Regions from separate parts of the Mus musculus genome. Here region 1 is linked to region 2. Evidence: chromatin contacts called from public Hi-C data. All regions are on one chromosome and are shown on one strand. Each heading gives the region's core, a stretch centred on a gene start, on an enhancer-like site or on the middle of the called end of the contact. The rest is flanking DNA. Distances are from core to core; before and after follow the strand shown. Region 1 has its middle 25 kb from the start of Emid1. Region 2 overlaps Ap1b1 (adaptor protein complex AP-1, beta 1 subunit).

The links. A called contact is a pair of places that touch in the nucleus more often than the background predicts.
Region 1: a contact with region 2 is called in a Hi-C map of myocytes, with 2.0 times the contacts expected there. The contact joins two enhancer-like sites. A contact is called at or near these places in 2 of 484 Hi-C or Micro-C datasets (embryonic stem cells and myocytes) and 1 of 9 other capture datasets (pancreatic islet).

Annotation. Positions count from the first base shown.
Region 1 is chr11:5,174,923-5,179,145 of GRCm38.p6, forward strand. No RefSeq gene overlaps it. Among named protein-coding and RNA genes, the nearest start is that of Emid1, 25 kb to the left of the region's middle. Within about 2 kb of position 1,854, at least 88 of the 459 cell types and tissues checked have an H3K27ac peak or open chromatin away from gene starts, as enhancers often do. A contact at or near this core is called in myocytes, where this site is marked.
Region 2 is chr11:5,014,732-5,018,494 of GRCm38.p6, forward strand. Ap1b1 (adaptor protein complex AP-1, beta 1 subunit) reads left to right here. Exons shown (of 21, transcript NM_007454.3): 4 at 875-1,010; 5 at 1,875-2,120; 6 at 3,285-3,475. Among named protein-coding and RNA genes, the nearest start is that of Ap1b1, 30 kb to the left of the region's middle. Within about 2 kb of position 1,725, at least 49 of the 459 cell types and tissues checked have an H3K27ac peak or open chromatin away from gene starts, as enhancers often do. A contact at or near this core is called in myocytes, where this site is marked.

The DNA of each region.
Region 1 (4,223 bases), core at 604-3,103, 160 kb after region 2:
GGGCCTTGGCAGTGGTAGGAATTCAGAGAGTGGTTGCAGCGAGCCTGTTAGGCTGGGATACACAATGCCCATCGAAAGGCCACATGCTGAGGTTGGTCTTCAGTTGGCAATGTCACCCAGAGGCAGTAAAACCTTGAGGGCATTGACTTAGGCAGTGGGCTAATCCATCGGTGGTTGTGTGATGCTGGTGTAAGGCCTTATGGCGAGGCAGTAGAGCTAGGAAGTAGGTCACGGTCAGCATGCCCTGGAGGGTATGCCTGGGCCTGGTTCCTCCCTCTCCTCATCTGCTTCCCGGCCAGTATGTGGGCAGCACTGATCTGCCACGTGCTGGCACCGTGATGTTTTGCCACAGCAGCCAGGGACTGAGACCGTCACTCTCCATCATTTTCCTCATGTGGCCACCACAGCATCACACCCTGGCTAACACCCTGTGTCTGTGGGCCAACTGGAGCCAAAGGACCAAAGAGGTGCCCGTTACACATGTCCAGCACCAGCCCCCATGAGGCATGAGCCATCTATCCTGGAAGCAGTGGTCGAGGTGGGGTGCTTGCTCAGGGTATATATGGATGCCTGTGACATGAAGGTGGGCCATCTCTAGCTGTGACAGCAGTGGCAGTCTTTCTGGAGTGTAACCAAGATGTGCAGTCACTTGGACCTGTTATTCAGGAACTCATGTGATCAGAAAGACTCTTTCAGACCTGGTGTACAAATGTGGTCCTCCTCCGAGTCCCAGTGTGTCCTCTGAAAGGCCTGAGGCCTTCACAGCAGGAGCAGGCTCCACCTGGCATCCTTGAAGGAGCTGGGTGCATAGGCAGCTCCCAGTGCCAAAGGCCCTTGACTGACATAACCAAAGATGTGACAGCTGAGGTGGTGTCCAGCGAGAGACTCCAGGGATGCTTAAATCTATACTATGAATTCTCTCAGGAGTGACAGAGTTTCAAAGACTAAGAAACAGCAGACCAACATAGCTGCTGGTTCTGGGAAAGCCAGAGTCTACCCTGAGCCTAGAACCTTTGACATCACTCAGTGACAGATCCCAACCACGGTATTAGACAACTGTGGCCACAGATCCACACAGAGCACTCATGGCTTCCCATGGCCTTCCAGGGCTGAATCACATGGGAGTCAGGGCCAGCGCCCATGGGGAGCCCTCCAGCCACCTGTCACTGTGTTCAGAAACCCATACTTTCTGGGTTTTTGTGGTTTCTTGTTGTGGTTTGTGTGTCTGTCTGTCTGTCTGTCTGTCTGTCTGTATATCTGTCTGTCTTTCTGTCTCTGTCTCTGTGTGTCTGTGTGTGTCTTGTGTGTCTATGTTTCTGTATGTGTCTGTCTTTCTGACTTACTCTCTATGTGTCTGTCGTGTGTCTGTGTATATTGTGTATCTGTGTGTCTGTCTGTGTGTATCTGTCTATCTCTTTCTGTCTCTGTATGTCTGTGTGTCTGTCTCTGCCTGTCTGTCTGTCTGTCTGTGTAGGCCAGTGGTTGAAGTCAAGTGTCTCCCTTACCCACTCTGCACCTTAGTTTTTGAGCAGGGTCTCTCACTGAACTCAGAGGTACTGATTTGGCTAAGCTGGCTGGCCAGTGTTGTCCCAGCACTTAGACTGCAGGTACACGCCACCACACCTGGCTTTTTAACCTGGATGCTGGAGATCTGAACTCGGGTCCTCATGCTGTGTGGACCTAGGCACACACCCACTGAGTCGATTCTGTAGACTTGTATGCTGTTTTGTTGAGAAACAGAGCAGAATTCACCTCACAGGTCCCCGAGACCAGAAGGGCATAACTCAGTCCTGCCTCAAGTGAGGGGGTAGCTGTGACAGGCCGTCATGAGAACATGCTTTCAGTCTGAGGAGAAGGCAGCTCCACCTGGCACTCTGATGTCACCAGCTTCTTTTGTTCAAACAGCTGGGCTGTTTTGTCGGCCATACTTTCTGGGCAGTGCCTAAGACCAGCTGAGGTACGTTACTGCAGAGTTTTCAATGGCCGGGGCTTAAAATCTGGCTGCTGAGTCAAACTGGTGACAAAGACAGCAATTCCACTAGGAAATTCCACTGAGGCTGGAGGCCCGTGAGTTTACACTGGAATAGGCCTGGGACTCTTCGATGGTAGAGCACCCCAAGGCCCCAGGCTCAGGCTGAGCGCTGCAGAGTCTCTGAGTCTCTGAGTGTGCAGACTTCTAAGCACAGCATACTGGAGGCTGAGATAGAAGGTGGAGAGTTTGAGGCTACCTCACAAACAAACAAACAAACAAACAAACACGTGCTAGGGTAGAGCTCTTGCCTTGGCCCTGGCATGATCTCTAGTGTGGTTTAAAAAAAAAAAAACAACCCTAAAGAAGAGATTCTGGCTGCCAGCAGAGGCAGGAAGCAGGATGTGCGCATCACAGCCGCTTACCACAGCCTGAGGCAGGAAGGAAAGACTGACATAAAAACCCTTTGATCGTGGTCTCTTGATCTCTGAAAGGTTCATCTCATCACGGCTGAGAAAGGATGGGCGTCTATAACTTCTGTGTCGCCTAAGACTCACTGGATCCTCTAGAATATTCCCAACCGAGCCAATGGCCAACGCCCTGGGTAGGCTTCTGGTGAACTGAGCTAGGTGCCAGGTCAGGCGGGAGTCCTCCGCGCTCAGTGGCCTACAGCTGGTACAAGGAGACAGGTAACTTCCAGAAGGCCAGCCTGGCCAGGGTACATGGCCTCAGGCTCCACAAAGCAGAGGCCATTGTCTGTCCCAGTATTCCTTGCCATCAACACTATCATATATCCTATCATATCAGTCATATGATGTTCAGTAAATATTTATAGGTAAAATGAACCATGTAGGAGCTGGGAGATGGTTAAGAGCACTGGCTGCTCTTCCAGAGGACCCAGGTTCAGTTCCCAGCACTTACAGGGCAGCTCACAACTGCCTATAACTCCAGTTCCAGGGGATCTGACACCCTCAAACAGATATACATACAGGCAAAACACCAGTGCACAAAGAAGTAAATAAATAAATCATTAAAAAGGTCTTGGAGGGAGAAGTCTGAAAGGGTATGCTGGTACCGGGGACTATATGCACGTATGGTGGGTATACACATGTTTGGTGTGCACACAAATATCTATGTAGTATGTGCTAGACATAGATGGGCAAAGTGTTTAGCCTCAGCAGCAGAGTCTCTGGACTCAGGACTGACTATAATTTGTGGGCACCACAGTGCAAAATGAAAATATAGAGTCTCTTCTTGGAAAAATAATGAAGACTCTCAGGAGGCCAACAGCCAGAGCCAAATCAGGAGCACAGGACCCTGCAAACGCCATATACCTGGGACGGCCAGCCCTATGAGCTGCAGCCCCAAGTCCTCGCTCCCTAAGAGCTCCCGGTCCATAGGTTTGCATCCCCCCCTGCCCCCACTTCCCAGTTCCCTCTTTTTTTTTTTTTTTTTCTTTTTTATCTAGACAGGGTTTCTCTGTATAGCCCTGGCTGTCCTGGAACTCAGAAATCCGGCTGCCTCTGCCTCCGAGTGCTGGGATTAAAGGCGTGCGCCACCACGCCCCGGCCAGTCCCCTTTTTTTCTTGTAAAGCTAGGTTCCTGCCTGGCTGGTCTCAGGGTTAGCGAGCATCCCTCTGTCCCTTGCTGGGGCACTCACTGTCTGCTACTTTGTGTTGTGGTTGGAACAATGAGAATTTCTTCCCTGGGGAGATGTAAATCCCTTCCTCCCTCCCTCCCTCCTTTCCTTTCCTCCCTCCCTCCCTCTTCTAAGAACGCAATATCAAACTAGAGTTTGGTTTCATCAAGGCTCACACATGACCAGAGCATGAGTGAAGGCTTGCCTACAGGAGTATGTGTGACTCTGTAGCAGCAGACTGGAAAGTTTTCACCCACCATGGATGGTGGCTCCCCCATAGCACAGGTGGAACCCCTTTTCTCACCCCCATCTTTCTAGTCTGGTTCTTTCTAGCAGCCTCTGTGGAGATGACACTGACCATGGAGGCAAAGCCACAGTTAAACTGACAGTTTAGGTCTGCAATGCCTCCCAAAGCCATGTGTGGAAGGCGTGGCTTCCCCGTTTGTTGCTATTGAGAGGTGGTGGTACCTTTAAAGGGTAGGTCCTCTTGGAAGGTCTTTATGTCATTTGGGGTGTGTCCTTGAAGGGGATTTGTTGCAAACCTGACCCCTTTTCTTCTCTTGCTGCCTGGCCAAAAGGTGAGCAGGTTTTTCCTTAACACAAGCTCTCACTGGG
Region 2 (3,763 bases), core at 475-2,974:
GCCTGGAACTCTGTAGACCAGGCTAGCCTCAAACTCCAAGATCCACCTGCCTCTGCCTGGTCAGTGTTAGATTAATAAAATAACTTAATGCACGCACCACCACCACCACCACCACCACCACCACTGTTTAAGATTTCTTATTCTCAGAGTAATGAATTGGGAACATGCTCCTGGCCTCCTGAGACTGTTCAATGAGATGAAGTATGTCTAACCCTTAGCACCAAGCCTGGCACACAGCATATGCACCATATACCTTGCTGGTTCTTAGTGGATGCCAAACCTGTCCCTTCAGCCCTGCTTCCCTGAGATGCTCTGGAGCCAGCAACTCAATATAAGGGATCAATGAAGTGTTAGGAATGGAAAAAGACTTAGTAATGCAGCAAAGACCAGAAGCTTCAGGAATGCTCTCTTTTTTAAGTATCACAAGGGCCTGGAAAAGTGGGTTTCAGAAGGTAGGGAGGAGTACTGGGAATTGAACCCTGTACTTTGTATGTGCTAGGCAAGTGCTCTACCATTAAGTCCCAGCCCCAGCCAAAGTCAACCTACTATTGCACCTTCTTTACAAATGAAGAAACCTGGGGCTGGAGAGATGGCTCAGCGGATAAGAGCATTGACTGCTCTTCCAAAGGTCCTGAGTTCAAATCCCAGCAACCACATGGTGGCTCACAACCATCCGTAACAAAATCTGATGCCCTCTTCTGGAGTGTCTGAAGACAGCTACAGTGTACTTACATATATATAAAAACAAAAAGAAAACAAACAAATGAAGAAACCTGTCCCCTGCTTCTCCCTGTCATCCCTTCCCTCCCATGCTGCCTGAAAAGCCCTCTTTTCTCAGTCTTCACCCACTTCTGATGCTACTTTGATTTTGCAGTGCTCTCTTCCCTGATGTGGTGAACTGCATGCAGACAGACAACCTGGAGCTAAAGAAGCTGGTGTACCTGTACTTGATGAACTATGCCAAGAGTCAGCCTGACATGGCCATTATGGCTGTCAACACCTTTGTGAAGGCGAGTAGAAACCCAGTGGAAGTGGGGACAGGGGTGAGAGAGGGCTGCTCACTCTCTCATGTCCCCGTCTTTTTGGAGTGCTTGGCACTTGGGCTCAATTGCAGACTATAGGCTTCCTGTTCAGGCTGAGGGCATCTTCCTCCAGCAGAGGGCTCCCTCTCTCTCCAGAACCACAGACTATGCCTCATTCACCCCCTGTGAGGTGGCACCAGGCCTACTGGCCTCTCATTCTCCTGGGCTGGGCAGTCATTCCCTGTGCCTACTGCCAGCACAGACTTCAGCAGGCATCCAAGAGCAGCTCTGTTCCCTTTCCATATGACTCCTTTCTATGTTTTCTGTTACCAGATGAGGAGCAAAGCATGAACTTGGACATTGACTCCTAGCCCACTGATGCTCGCATACAGGAAACTTAGGGGTTTCTGTGGCTATATGTGCCTATCATGCCAGCACTTGGCAGACTAAGGAAGGAGAATCACTATGACAGTAGGTCGTAGCTAGGCTATATAGTGAGCAACATGCCAAGGTCCTGTCTCAAAAAGAAAAGACTATGGTGCTAAGAGCATTGAGGTTCGGATTGCTACTCTGCTCTGACTGGGTGAGCCCATAACCTCCAAAGCCCCGCCTTCCTTGGTTGGGAAATGGCCTTAGGAAGAGCAGAGAAAGTGTGTAGAGCCTCTCACACAGGATGTGACAAATGCTTGGCATCCATTCTGTGGCATTTGCTTTGACTATTGTTGACTATGGTCAGTGGAGATCCCACAGCAGCTGATGTTGCACAGAGCTGGAGGCCAGGAAGAATAGGAAGCCACAGGTGACTCATCCCGCCTCTGCCCCTGCCCCTGGCCAATGACTGGTTCTCCTCAGGACTGTGAGGACCCCAATCCTCTCATCCGGGCCCTGGCTGTGAGGACTATGGGCTGCATCCGAGTTGACAAGATTACAGAGTACTTGTGTGAACCACTCCGGAAGTGCCTGAAGGATGAAGACCCATATGTGCGCAAGACAGCGGCTGTGTGTGTGGCCAAGCTCCATGACATCAATGCCCAGCTGGTAGAAGACCAGGGCTTCCTGGACACGCTTAAAGACCTCATCTCAGACTCTAACCCCATGGTGAGTTGCTAGCAGTCATTGTGATGCCTCCACAGACTCCTCCTGGATTGCCTGAGAAGACAACCTGGGTTGGCCCTTCACCTAGCTTTCCACCTTAGAAGTTAGAGCCTTGCTGAATATCTAATTGTGATTCTTCCTTGTGGTGGTTTGCAGGGAACTAGGCCTGGATTTCCTGTGAGCCTCTCAAACTAGCTACATTTAGGACAGCTCCCTAATCTTTCAGAGCCCTGTTTGTCTCATCATTAGATTTTGGGAGGTCACATACCTAACCTGAGCTGGCCTGATCTGGCAAGCAGTGACTACAGTCAGTCTATCGCTTTCCAGTTACTGTCATGTCAGTAACTCCTAACCAAGACCTCCTGTCATCTCCAGGCCCGTAGTCCTCTTCCTACAGTGCAGAAGACAGGACACCAGGATGTATTAGGTGGGAACCCAATCCCCTCACTCACTGTGATGGCAGGGGTTGCAGTGAAGATTGTGAGGATCTGTAATCCCAGCAATCAGACGGCTGAGGCAGGATGATTGAGAGTTAAAGGCAAATCATTGATGCATAACAAGATTTTTCTAAAAATTGAAAACTATGTAAGAAAAAAAATGAATATTTAAAACACTGGGCACTGCTCCCACTCTGTATCCAACAGAAACACCGATTGCTCATAGATTAAAGACAGCTAACTAGACCACTGTGTCAGAGAGGAAAGATGAAAACATTGTAGACTGTACAGAAAAGGAGTTGTCCTGGCCGAAACATTTAGTAAACCCCTCTATAGCCCACATCCACTACCAGCAGCCTTGACGAGATGTGCAGGATTCTTCTGTCTCGGAGAAGCACGGCTGACAACCACTGCAATGAGCACTCTGGCCAGTAGAGGGAAGTTGGGTTGCTAACAGGCATTGTCTTAAAATGCGAGGTCCCTGGACTTGGGCTACTTTCCCCACTTCTTTTCAATGGCAGGTGTACTAATTTTAGTTTTGCTTTACAGAGGGGTCCGTAGGGTGAGTGCTTGTCATAGGCCAGACTTTCTTGGGGCTCTAGAACCTACCAGTAGGGTCATACCATAGTCCTTACAGAACATCCCATCTTGATCTGCTAGTGTCACTAGCCTCTGTGCTCCCTGACTTGAGCAGTACCTTCAGCCTCTACCCTTCTACCTTCTCATCCAGGTGGTAGCGAATGCAGTGGCTGCCCTGTCAGAGATCGCTGAGTCTCACCCCAGTAGCAACCTGCTTGACTTGAACCCACAGTCTATCAACAAGCTGCTGACAGCCCTTAATGAGTGCACTGAATGGGGCCAGATCTTCATTCTGGACTGTCTGGCCAACTACATGCCCAAGGATGACCGTGAGGCCCAGAGGTGAGCAGACCAACCCCTTGCTTACCAGCCTACTTGGATATGGTCCTCACGGGGCTCTCTGCGTGGGGCCTCAGACCTGAGTGGGCCTCTTTCCAAGACCTTTCTTCCTAGCATCAGACACACTTTAAGGGAACTAGCACGCTACTCACCTCCAGAGCCATGCTATCAGTTGTATGGTTTCAGGCAATGAGCTTCCTGCTTGCTGTGAGCCAGAAACGGACAAGGATCTGTCTGGGCTGAATCAAGAGTTTTGTAGCTCCAAAACCAGTAGTTTTTCTAGGTACCTGC